Linked DNA regions of Sus scrofa: region 2 is linked to region 1. Evidence: chromatin contacts called from public HiChIP or PLAC-seq data. All regions are on one chromosome and are shown on one strand. Each heading gives the region's core, a stretch centred on a gene start, on an enhancer-like site or on the middle of the called end of the contact. The rest is flanking DNA. Distances are from core to core; before and after follow the strand shown.

Evidence for each region. HiChIP or PLAC-seq counts read pairs in DNA pulled down with a chosen protein or histone mark.
Region 2: a contact with region 1 is called in an H3K27ac HiChIP or PLAC-seq map of skeletal muscle. The contact joins the promoter of RFNG here to the promoter of FASN in region 1. A contact is called at or near these places in 1 of 47 Hi-C or Micro-C datasets (epiblast stem cells) and 1 of 2 datasets of contacts at active chromatin or transcription factors (skeletal muscle).

Annotation. Positions count from the first base shown.
Region 1 is chr12:917,730-923,983 of Sscrofa11.1, forward strand. It overlaps FASN (fatty acid synthase), which reads left to right and starts at 4,676. Exons shown (of 43, transcript NM_001099930.1): 1 at 4,676-4,815; 2 at 5,434-5,586. The coding sequence starts at 4,689.
Region 2 is chr12:955,188-961,404 of Sscrofa11.1, forward strand. It overlaps RFNG (beta-1,3-N-acetylglucosaminyltransferase radical fringe), which reads left to right and starts at 1,942. Exons shown (of 8, transcript XM_021066394.1): 1 at 1,942-2,275; 2 at 2,807-2,855; 3 at 3,369-3,471; 4 at 3,570-3,723; 5 at 3,974-4,062; 6 at 4,149-4,314; 7 at 4,682-4,767; 8 at 4,841-6,217. The coding sequence starts at 1,988. The coding sequence ends at 4,922. It overlaps GPS1 (COP9 signalosome complex subunit 1), which reads right to left and starts at 3,236. Exons shown (of 14, transcript XM_021066389.1): 1 at 3,127-3,236; 2 at 841-933; 3 at 138-319. The coding sequence starts at 918.

The DNA of each region.
Region 1 (6,254 bases), core at 3,426-5,925:
CCCTGGTCCGCGTGGGGACGGAGGGAACCCTGCAGACGGGCAGAGAAACCCAGCCACCCACGGAAGGGGCACCCGACCCAGGGGGCTGGGCCGTGGGTCGGGGCCCTTGTCTTGGCAGCACCCACAGGAGGCCTTCTGACCTCCAGCCCGGCAGCCTCTGCCCTCGGCCCTGCTGCACCAGCTCCGTGTCAGGCCGGGGCCCCACAGCCCCCGTGTAGGGGCTGGGGCGTGAGGCGGCTGTAGGCCAGGAAGCTTTGCCCGGAGCCGAGCCTGTCACCGGGCCGGCACTGGGCAGACGCTTCCCTGCCCTCACGCGGTCCCTGAGAGGCCTCCTGACCTCCCTGCCAGCCTCGGGCCTCCCCCAGGGTGACATGGGATGGGGAGCCGTGGAGAAGGTGCGGGGAGCACCCGGGCAACCCAGTGGGTGTGTGTGATGCCCACTCCCGGCCCGAGTGCCAGCTGCCTGCCCTGCTGGGCCTGGCTGTCCCTGGCCTCTCCTCCCGGGGTTGGAGGGGGACTGAGAGCTGTCCGTGGGGTCCTCAGGTCATCCTGGGGCCTGGACTGAGCCAGGCAGCTGGCGCGTGCCTGCCAGTGGTGGCTCTCCCGAGGGGCCACGTTTCTGTGGAAAAGGGGAGCGTGGCCCCGGGCACAGCTGTCCTGCCAGGAGGAGCAGAGAGCCGGCCCTGGAGGCGCGTGGCCTGTGGGCTGCACCCTGGCCGGGCCTCCCCTGGGGCAGAGCCCCGCGGCCTTTCTTGAATTTCACCTTGGTGCACGCCCCCCCGCTTCGATCTCCACGGAGAGGAGGCAGGCCAGCACCCAGGCGGGCACTCTGCTTGTGCCGGGCTGCCATGCATGGGGAGCTGCAGAGGCAGTGGCAGGTCTCTCTGATGTGCCAGGCAGCAGACTGCTGGCAGCAGATTTGCAGCCAGCTGGCAGGGGTCTCCATGCTCCCTCTTTCTGGCTTGCGCCTCCTTAAGTGAGGGGTGGCCTCGTGACTTCCTGTAGTGGAAAAAGTGAAGCGAGATGCCCTGCTGCTTTTCCTCAGAGTGCTTCAGTGCCCACGAGCAGCGCCAGCCGCTGGGCTGCAGACCAGGGTCTCGTTCTAGCTGCCCAGCCTGGGCCCCTGTCCCCCTGCAGTGAGCAGAGCCCCACTGACCATCAGGAAGTAAGCCTAGGATAGTTCAAGGCACCAAGAGTTGGGGTGTTGGTGCAGCATGGCCATCCACTCCTTGTCCGGGGTGCCGGGGGTCTGAAAGCTCTTAAGAGGGAAGTTACAGAAAATCTGGCATGGTGGGGACGGCAGTTCAGCCATGGAACCTTGGGGCTCTTCCCTCTTTGCCCACCCCTCTCTTCCCTACAGTGTGTGAATCAGAAGCCCCCAGGGACGAGGCCAAAGGGAAGGTTGGGACCAAGGTATGGAGCTGCCAGCGGGACCTACGTAGAGGCCTGGGAAGAGAGCACTGTGGTGCCTGGGGGCGTGTGGGCACAGAAAGCTGTGGTTTCACGTGCCAGTCCCATTCTGTGCCGGCCCTGAACGCCCCTGGCCGGTACAATGCACCACGGACAGCCCTTGAGCTTCCGAGGGCAAGGCAGGAGGGGTTGCCAGAGAGCAGGGGCAAGAAGCAGCCGCGTTTGATTTCAAGACCATGAGGCTGCGGGGCCCGGGGACCTGCCAGGGCTCCTCTGGCCTCCCAAGGGTCTGTCTGAGGCCCCAGGAGGTAGCCAGAGCGCTGCAGGGCGTGGCAGTCAGGCCACGAGGGCAGCCCTCCTGGATTCTCACGTGACCCCGGGGACTGTTTTCCCTTTGGTTTGGAAGTTAAGGGGTTTTTTGGTAAATTTGGTGCACATTTGAGGAGGGGAATTACAAGGGAGGGCGCGCTGCTGCGCCAAGACACCGGTTTCTGTGCGCGCGCCAGTGCCCTGTGTAGCGAGGCTCCTTTGTTCGAGTCATACGAAGAGCCCGCTCGCCAGATGGCCAAGCCCTCTCCCAGCGGCCGCCTCCAGGGAGCCGCGGGGAGCACCCGCCGGTCCCCAGGAACGTCCCCGTGGGTTCCCGCGCTGGCCTCGCGGATTTGGGCGGCAAAGCAAGGAGGACCAGCCTGGCTGCACTGGGGTGACCGGCAGTAACCCCGCGCGGGGCGCCCTCGTCCGGGTCAACGACCGCGCTCGCCCCGCGGCGTTCAGCTCAGCGCCCGGGGCCCGCCCGGCCCATCACCCTATCGCCTAGCAACGCCCACTCGCGCGTCTCCATTGGGTCGGCGCGCACGCCCCCGGTCCCCTATTGGCTGCGGCGGCGGAGCGAGGCACGCCCCCGGCCCGGCTCCGAGGGGCTCGGAAGCGGGCCTGTCGGTCCGGACGCCCGGGGGGTCCGTCCGACCCCCGTAGTGGCCCCAGTATGACCCCCAGAGTGACCCAAGCACGCCCCGTCCCGTTTCCCCGCGCGCGCGGTGCACACGTGGCCCCCACGTCCGCGAGGGTAGAGGTGGCCCCGGGAGGCGCGGGGCGCGGAAAGGAAGTCGGGGGCGGGGTGACGCCGCGCCCCGCCCCTGCGCTCCCCGAGTGCCGGGCCCCCAGCTCCACGCCCCCAGGGCGCGCCTCCGTGCAGGGTCCCGGCGCCCGGCGGCGGCGCGCGGCATCACCCCACCGGCGGCGGCGCGCCTGGTCCCGGGGCGCAGCCCCGACGCTCATTGGCCTGGGCGGCGCAGCCAAGCTGTCAGCCCATGTGGCGTGTCCGCGCGGGGACGGCCGCGGTTAAATAGCGCCGGCGCGGGCCTAGAGGGAGCCAGAGAGACGGCAGCGGCCGGGCCTCATCTCCTCCGCTCGCTCCATCCTCGCTCTCCCTCCGCCACCCGTCTCCAGACCAGGTAGGATCGGCCGGACCGGGCCGAGGATGGGTTTTGGGAGCCAGAGACCTGGATCCTGGGGTCGGGGGAACCCCGGGGCCGGGGCCGAGCTGGGGGCGACGCGGCCTGGCTCGAGGGGGCGCCGCCGACCCGCATCCTCCGGCCTTGGGCGCGCGTGCTCCGGAGCGACCGTGGTGACTGTCGCCCCGCGCAGGCTGCCTTGGTCCCGGGGTCCGAGCCCCCGGCCTGGACGTTTGAGCCCCATGGGGCTCCCGAGGCCGGGCCGCGAAGGGCCCTAGCGCCTCGTCCCAGGCCCGGTGGGGCAGGTGGGCGGATGGCGAGGGGCAGACGCCAGGGAGCGCCGCCAACAGCCATTTTGGTCTTGGGCTGGGCCGGGAGGCCGCGGACCCTCGAGGCCTGTAGGGTTCGCGCCCCGCTCCCGGCGCCCACAAGAGCCTCCTTTCGGGCCGGGCCTCCAAGCCCTTCATTCGCGCCATCCCCCCACCTCCGGGTGCCGGATAGCCGAGTCTCAGCCGTCCGGAGGGACTGAGGAGGGGGTGGGCCGAGGAGGCGCGGGGCTGGGTGCGGACGGCTTCCCCACCACGTGGGCTCCGAACGCAGCCCCTGAAGTTCTGGGGGGATAGCAGCTCCCGCTCCGGACGGCCCCGCTGCGGCGCAGGCCAGGCCGCGCGCGCGCTGCAGGGGTCTCCACCCCCCTGCCTCGCCCGCCCGCCGGACTCCGCGTGAATAGCAAGTAGGAGGAGAACAGAACAGGCACTTTCTGGAGGAAGCGGCAGCCCCGGGAGCTGGTGCCTCTGAGCCGGCAGAGGGCTCTTTATTCAGCGCTGGGGGAGGGGGCTCCCTCTTTGCCGGGACAGCAGAGCGATCAGGCCACCGGTGGAAGACCCCCAGCGAGTGGATGCTGGCTCCACTGGCTAGGGGTCTTCCTTGCTCAGAGAGCCCCAGGAGGGCCGGTGATTGGCCAGTCCCCTGGTCCTCAGTGCCATGAGGCCTGGAGCCTTGGCGGAAGTTGCAGGACCAGTCCTGGCCATGCCCCCTCTCTGGAGGGCTTCCCAGGAACCCCCATCCTGGATCCACAGGCTCAGAGTGGCCCAGCCGCCCTCTTTGGCGCCTTGGGGACCTGGGCCTGGGTGGGTGGGCAGGGTGCATGAAGGTAGCCAAGCAGGACCCTAAGGCCTCACCTGTGCAGGTGTATGGGTCCAGGTAGGACTTTCCTGGCACCTGACCAGGAGTGGTTGTCCAGGTCCGAGCCTGCCGGGGAAGCCATACTGTCTGAGCCTGTCCACCATGGGGCAGGGACCACTTTCCCCCCAGAGTCCCACGAGGCCTTGGCACCCATAGCACCCGAGCCGTGGCCCCAGCGTGGAGGGCAGCGGTGGGCGCTGAGTCCAGAGCCGGCCTGGGCCTGGGCCTTCCTTCCCACCACCGTGTTTGCCTTTTTTCCTTTGCCTGCTGCGTTCTCTTAACAAGCTGACCACCTGGCGGGGCGGTGCCTTCCTCGGAAGGGTTTGGGCCCTTCTCAGGACTGGCCCTCCGACCTTGCACCCCCACAGGGGGTCAGCAGCCAGCTAAGTGCTGGAGAGCGGGCCCAGGGCAGCTTGGCCGTGGCGGGCTGACCCCAGACCAAGGCCGGTGCCCCAAGCGTCGTGCGGGCAGGCAGGACCCACGCGGACGCAGGGGCTGGCCGTGCGGATCTTGGGTCGCAAGGCCTTCTGAGCTGCGGCTCCCGGACCGGATGGACCTCCACTGAGGCTGCCGACGAGGCAGAGGCAGTGCGGGGCAGCAGCTGACGCCCGCGCGGCCCTCCCTGCAGAGAGAGCAGCCATGGAGGAGGTGGTGATCGCCGGCATGTCCGGGAAGCTGCCCGAGTCGGAGAACCTGGAGGAGTTCTGGGCCAACCTCATCGGCGGCGTGGACATGGTGACGGCCGACGACAGGCGGTGGAAGGCGGGTACGTGGGCCTGGGGCGCCCTCCTCTCCCTGCGTGGTGCGCCGCGTGCTCTGCAGGCTCTTCCTGGAGGTGGCGCCAGGAGAAGGCCGAGGACGAGGAAGCCTGGGCCCTCCGGCCAGTGGGCTGGGGATGGAGCGCCCGCTTGCAGGACGCCGAGGGCTGGCCCGCTTTACAGACGGGCTAGGCGAGCTGCCGGGGGGCAGGGCCGGGGCCGGGCCAGGGGCTGGGCTCCTCCAGCCCTGCGGCCTCGTCCCCGCAGAGCCTGGCCGGCCACGGCCAGCCCACGTGTTTGCTGGAACAGCTCCCTGCCGGGGAGTTGGTCTGACTCTGACTCCCTCACGCCCAACAGGGGAACCGCGGAGCGGTTCTACCTGATCCGCAGGATGTGAGTCAGTGTGGCGGAGCCTGGCCTGGCCTCAGGCAGAGGGTCTGCAGCCAGGGCAGGACAGCGGTGGGTGGGAAGGGGTGGCTCTGCCCCCACGGGGCTCTGCTCTGGGAGTGGGCACAGCGGTCCCGGGGAGCCTCAGCTCCCAGGGGCGGCCAGCGCCGCCCCCCCCAGTCGGCGGCTCAGGGCTGTGGGGTCCCGCGGCCGGCGCTCCAGCTGCGTGCCTTCCGCAGGGCTGTACGGCCTGCCCCGGCGGATGGGCAAGCTGAAGGACCTGTCCCGCTTCGACGCCTCCTTCTTCGGGGTCCACTCCAAGCAGGCGAACACGATGGACCCCCAGCTGCGGATGCTGCTGGAGGTCACCTACGAGGCCATTGTGGACGGAGGTGGGTCGTCGGGCGGCGGCCGGGGGCCCTGCCCTGAGGTTCTTGCCTCTCTTGAAAACAGTCCCTCTTTCTGCTTTTGAAACCAGCACGTGTGTGCAGCAGAACGCCTAGAACCAGAAGCGGCCGCGGGGGGTGCGCGGGCTGGGGCTGGTGGCTGGGAAGGCGTGGGCCTCGGGCAGGTCACATTTCACAACCGCATGCCAGAAGTGTCCCGGGTGTGTCCTGATGCCCCAGTTTCCTCGCTTCCCGTTGCATGGCTGATCTCGGGGTGAGAGCAGGTTGCCAGGCCGAGCGGGAGGTGCGATCTGGCCCCAGGACTCGTCACCATCCACTCTCCCCTCCGCTGGGTTGCGTGTGGCCTCAGACAGGTGCCTGAAGCCAGCTGCCCCTTGTCCCAGGACACAGACCCATGCCAGGGCCACTGGAGCATGGAAGGCCTGCCTGGTGAGAGAGGAGGCTGGCCATGTGGGTGTGGCGTCTTAGCAGGTGGGCGGCGATGGGAGCCGCGGGCCTGCCCGCTCCTGCCTGTGCTTGGCAGCCCATGGGGGTGGAGGACGTCCCAGCTTGCAGGTCTCATGGCCTGCAGCAGATGTGAGCCAGCCCCCGGAGCTGACGTTGAGCGTGACCAGGTCATGGACACATGCTGCTGATGGGGGGTGAGGGGGGCT
Region 2 (6,217 bases), core at 692-3,191, 35 kb after region 1:
CGCGAGACGCCGCCGCAGACGCGGGGCGGGGCCGACTCTCGGCAGCGCGAGCGCCTCCCGCGTCGAGCGCCTCCCGCGACGGCTGCGCCTCCCGGCTCTGCCACGAGAAAACGAGGTCGCCGGGTCCTGGGCCTCACCTGGTGGCCTCCGAGAGCTTGCGGTGGATCTCCTCGTACATGTCCACGTTGAAGGTCCGCTGCACGAAGGAGAGGGCCATCTTCAGGGCCTCCGCCCGCAGCGGGGGGCAGTGGTCGGCGATGAACTGCAGCCGCTCGATGCGCATCAGGCCGCTGTAGCTGGCCGCATACTGCTCCAGATCCTGGGGGCAGGGGGCAGAGTGCTCGTCCCCCAGGCTGGGACCCCAGACCCCAAGCCCCAGCCAGTGGTCGGGAGCAGTGGCGTGGGGGCACCAAACAAATCGCCGACCGTCCAGGGGCTGAGGAGAGGCCGCTGGGAACGGGCCGGTGAAGGGGCCTCCGGGGTAAAGCTCTGGCCCGGGGTGAACGGCCGGAGGCACGTGGGCACCCGCCCAGACTGCCAGTCACCAGGCTGAGCAGTGAGGAGACCGAGCTTCACAGGCTGGGCCCCAAAGAAGACGTGTCCTTGCAGTGAGATGACCAAAGCGCAGCCTGGCACCCAGGGCTCCTCCGTGGGGGGGGGAGCAGATGAAAGGTCTGGAGCGGACTAGCAACCCATCAGAAATGAGCAACCGAAACCCGAGAGGTTTCCAGGTCAGAAAAAGACGTGGTCGGCGTGGGGAGCCCTAGCCCAGCCCTCACAGCAAGACTGACACCCCAACAAACCCACTGATCCCCTAGGAGCGGCTGCAAGGCTCCCTACCAGGGTGGGGTTCTCCACGACATAGTTGACATCGGGTGCGTTCTGCGGGTCCTCCTGGGGATCCACGTCAATCTGCATGGGCTCCACCGCCCCCTGCAACACGGGCGGCACCTTGGCACCTCTAGTGGGGGATGCCCAGGGAGAGCGAGAGACCCTCACTGTGCCCCAGCTCAGCTCTAACCCGGCTCCAGACAGGCCCCTCCCCACTGCCCGCCACGTCCAGCGCCGCCACATCAGGGAGGGGGCTCCCGGCGAGACCGGCGCTCAGGAGCAGAACCCCGCCCGACTGTGACAGCCTATCTCCGGGGCGGGAACCGGACGCCGGAGGACCGCTTCCCAGGGTCCCCCGAGGGTCCCTACACGCTCCCGGCCACCGTCCTGACGCAGCCTCCTCCGAGCCACGGGGAGGACCCTGGGCGGCCTCGATCGGGCGCATCCGAGCAGCGGGAGCAGCGGCACCCGGCGACGCCCGCCGGGGGCCGGCCGCGGCCGGAGGCGGGAGGGGGGCGCCCGGGCGCCCTGCGCGGCCCGCGCTCGGTGGGCGGGCGGGCTGGTCCCGGCCCCCGTCCTGGAAGGTACCTCATAAAGCAGCGTACAGGCCGACAGGCTGGCGCTCAGGCTGAAGTCCCCGGCCGTGCCCGGCAGGAAGAGCTCTGACCTACCGCTGGGAGGGGCGCAGTGCACATCTGCCACTGACGACGCGGCCGCACGGGGGGCCGGGCCACCCCGCATTCTGTCCTGACTCTCTGCACCCCCCGACCCTGACACAGAGCTGGCTGGCTGCTGAAGGAGAAAGAGCGTTAGCGCGCCGGGCCTGCCGGGCCTGCCGGGCCTGCCGGGCTGCCGGGGCCGACGGGCGGGACGCTGCGGCCGGAGCCCGGGCGCGGGGAGAACGCCGCGCGGGGGGCGCGCACGGCCGGCCCCCCTCCGGCCCGGCGGCGGGGGCGCGGAGGGGCCGCCGGCCGCGGCTCGTTACCTGCAAGTTAAACACCTGAACCGGCAGCGGCATCTTCGCCAACCCCGCCGCGGCGCGCCGTCCACTTCCGGGGCAGCGCGGCTGCCGCTTCCGGGTCGCGGCTCGGGCGGGGCGGCTCTTAAAGGGGCCGCGCCGCGCTGGCTGGGCAGTGCCCGCGGGTCCCGCGGTCGTATGAGCCGCGCGCGGGGGGCGCTCTGCCGGGCCTGCCTCGCGCTGGCCGCGGCCCTGGCCGCGCTGCTGCTGCTGCCGCTGCCGCTCCCCCGCGCGTCCGCGCCCGCGGCGGCCCCGACACGGGCCCGGGCCCCGGGCCCTGACTCGCGCGCGCCCCCTGCCCGGCCCGCCGCGGCCCCCCGACTGCGGCCCGACGACATCTTCATCGCGGTCAAGACCACCCGAAAGAACCACGGGCCGCGCCTGGGGCTGCTGCTGCGCACCTGGATCTCCCGGGCCCGACAGCAGGTGGGTCCCGCTCCGGGGCCCCGCAGACTTCGGGATTCCCGCCCCGCACCCTCCCACGCCCCGAGATCCCCGCTCCCCAGATGCCTGCCTTTGGGATCCCGCACCGCTGGCTTCCCAGGACCTCCACCGCCTTTGGACTCCGCTCCCTCATCTCTAAACTGGCATCCCTCCCTGAACCCCACCCCGGATCCCTTCCCCACCGCTGTGTCCCCAGCGTGGCCGTCAGGCCCCAAGCCCCGAGTACGTGGGGAATGGACGGGCACCCCCAGCACCCACCCTCCCAGATTCCAGGCTCGCATGAGTTCTCCCAGCTGACCCTGGGCTGAGACCCCTGAAACATGCCTGGCAAGAGCAGGGCCACCCCAACATTGCTGGGGACGCTGAGGGTACCGGCAGGCTGCTCTGCTCTCCTCTCTGATCTGCCCAAGCCCAGGCCCAGCCACTTGTGCTTCTGCGGCTTCAAGCCAAGGCCCTGCCAGACCTTGGGGTCCCCAGGGGGTGCCCCTTGACTCCTCACAACTCTCTTTCCAGACATTCATCTTTACTGATGGGGACGACCCCGAGTTGCAGCTCCAGGGTGGTGAGTGCCCCCGTCCCGTCCCGCCCTGCTAGCTGCCTCCTCAGCTGTCTCTCGGTCCAGGGCCACCCGGCCCTATGCTGTGTACGGGGGGGGGGGGGGGGGGGGGAAGGCACCTGCTCAGGGCCACACAGCTGGTGGAGGACAGAGCCCCGATGCCCACCCACCGCTGGCCCCGCATCCAGGGCCCCAGGCCCCAGCCCTGCTCTGCCTCCCTCAACCACGCCCCCTACAGGAGGGCCAGCAGGGAGCCCTCCCTTCCGGGCCTGCCCACCTCAGTCCTGCTCCCTGGCAGGTTTTCTCTCGTGAGATTCCAGGAGGAGGTTATCTGTCTCGACAGCAGCAACAGAGTCAGCCGAGCGAGGCCGGGACAGGGCTGTGATCGGCTCCGACGTCAGGGCCTCGAGCGGACAGACCTTGCGTCGCCAGCTAGCCACATCTTGCCTGACTTCAGCGGGGTGGGTACACTGGCCACAGACTTCCCTGGCACTCGCTCTTCTCCTCCTCCCACCGCAGGCAGCCACGTTGTCAACACCAACTGCTCAGCCGTGCACACCCGCCAGGCTCTGTGCTGCAAGATGGCAGTGGAATATGACAAGTTCATCGAGTCTGGACGCAAGTACGTGGTGGCCGCGCCCTGTCTCCTGCAAGCCCAGGGCCAATGCCGGGCGCGCCCCCTGGTCCGGGCTCACTGCAGGTTTCTGCACACCCCTCCAGGTGGTTCTGCCACGTGGATGACGACAACTACGTGAACCCCGATGGCCTGCTGCACCTGCTGTCCAGCTTCTCGCCCAGCCAAGACGTCTACCTGGGGCGGCCCAGCCTGGACCACCCCATCGAGGCTACCGAGAGGGTCCAGGGAGGTGGAACCGTGAGTGCCGGGGCCGGGGAGGCAAAGCAGAGAGGGGAGACCCCAGCAGGTGTCCCACCCACGTGTCCAGAGCTGAGGCCAGTGAGGGGGAGCCGTGGGAGGGGCCGAAGCCACAGGCGATCGTGGGCACCCCCACCCATTGCGCCCAGGGAGCTTTGGCCACCTGGCCGGAGAGCCCCGATGGGTGGCTGAAGAACAGGCCTCGGGGTGTGCAGGGCGAGGAGCTCTGATCGCGGCCCCTCCTCCCCAGGTGACCTCGGTCAAGTTCTGGTTCGCTACTGGGGGGGCCGGGTTCTGCCTGAGCAGAGGCCTTGCCCTCAAGATGAGCCCCTGGGCCAGGTGAGGGGGGACCTCTTGGGGCCTGGCTGCCTGGGAGGGGGTGCCCAGGGCTGGGCAGGCGCTGACCAGACCCCCTCGGCTCCCAGCCTGGGCAGCTTCATGAGCACAGCTGAGCGGGTGCGGCTGCCAGACGACTGCACCGTGGGCTACATCGTGGAGGGGCTGCTGGGCGCGCGCCTGTTGCGCAGCCCCCTCTTCCACTCCCACCTGGAGAACCTCCCGAGGCTGCCGCCCGACACCCTGCTCCAGCAGGTAGGCGTGCTGGGCCCCTGCCCGCACCTGGCTCCCTGACGGGTCACAGCACCGAGGCACAACTGCCATGGACTCGGGGTCCGGGGCTCACGTGGGGGCGCCTCTGTAAAGGGAGCCACTGGGCTTTCCCAGGGGCCCCAGCTGTCACAGACCCGGCCTGGAGAGGGGAGCAGCTTCGCGCAGGGGGTTGGGGACGGGCGCCAGCCGCCTCCCTGGGGTGTCATCTGTGCTGGCCACACCTCCGGCCCTTCCATGCTGTTCCTGAGCTGACCCCGGGGACGCTGGGGAGGCCAGGCGGCCTCTCCCGTGGAGAACACGGCGCGGTGGGAGATGCTGGCCCCGAGCGTGACGCCGTCCCTTCTCCCAGGTCACTTTGAGCTATGGGGGCCCTGAGAACCCGCACAACGTGGTGAACGTGGCCGGGGGCTTCAGCCTGCAGCAGGACCCCACGCGGTGAGCGGGCAGCGGGCAGGGGTGCCGGGCCAGCCTGCCCTTCCCGCAGCCCTGACCTCCCACTCCCTCCCAGGTTTCAGTCCGTCCACTGCCTCCTCTATCCGGACACGGACTGGTGTCCCGGGCAGAAGCAGAGCGACCTCGCCCCGCGGTGACCCTCAGCCCCTGGCCCAGAGGCGGCTCCGGCTCTGCCCCGCGGTGCAGGCGCAGGGCGAGGCCTCCGCGGGAGCAGGCTGCCCCCTCCTGGGCTCGGTTGGCTCCTCCAGGTGGCTGTGGCCACGGCCTCCCCCAGGCGGGTTAGGGGCACCTGCGGATACTCAGGCCGGCCGGCGGGCCCCGGAGACCCGGTGCTGCGGAGAGGACCGCAGCGCTGTGCTCCTGCCCGGGGGCCCAGCCCCAGTTCTCACCGGAAAGGGCTTCCAGGGCGGCGGCCTGCGCCCCTTACCTGCGGAAAAGGGGCCTCCAGGCCCGAGTGGCGCCTGAGGTGCTGCCGCCGTGCAGAGGTGTCTGCAGAGCCTCCTCCGGGGCCCCCGGGAAGCCGCCCTCCCACCGCAGGCTTGGCGCTGGCGGGCCGGCCCCAGCCCGATGCAGAGGTGCCGTCGTGCGGGCCCCGGGCCGAGGCTCCTCGCGGAGGGGCTTCGAAGACACCGTCGTCCACGCTGGCTCGTCGCTCCGTCCTCGTCCTCCCGCCTCAGGCCCCACGTCCACAAAACAGAAGGAGCCTTGGGTCTGGGGCTCCCGCTGCAGGGAGACAGCCCCGCCCGCCTGCCTTGGCCTTGACGGGGGTCGGGGGGACGAGGGGCCCGCACCTCCTCCTGGTCTCCCGCTCTGTGCCCGCAGCCGCTGAATAAAGGCCCGCTCGCTCCCGAGCTTCCTCGTTGTCTTCGCCAACCAGCCACACCTGGCAGCCCCGTCCTCCCCACCAAGGCTCTGCCCTGAGACCGGCTCCCCAGCGGGCCCGTCTGCGCTCCCGGCCCTGCCGGCGGGTCTCGAGCGGCCACTGGGCTCCTCGGTGTGAGCACAAGTGCCTGTGGACCGGGCTCCCTGCCGGGCGTGCTGGAACCAGGACAGCCCGCCCCGCAGACAGCCCGCCCCAGTGTGAGGCTTGCTGTTTTAGCACATTGTGCGCACCTGTGTGTGCGGCGTGTGGCTGCGCACACACAGGCGTGTGTGTGTGTGTGTGTGTGCGCGCGCGCGCGCGCATGCCGGCCAGGCCGGCAAACCCAAGAAGCGGGTTGAAGTCAGCACAGGCTGTGCTCAGGCTGAGGTTCCCGGGAGAGGAGCTCATGGCGGGTCACCAGGAACTGTCCCTGCTCAGCAGTCACCTCCCCTCACGTGCCCGGACGTGGACGTGTAGCCCCCGAGGCCTAGACCCGAGCTGCGCTTCCCAGACCCCGGCACACTGGGGTGTCCACACAGCAGCCCCCAGGATGCTGCAGTTGGGCTGCCC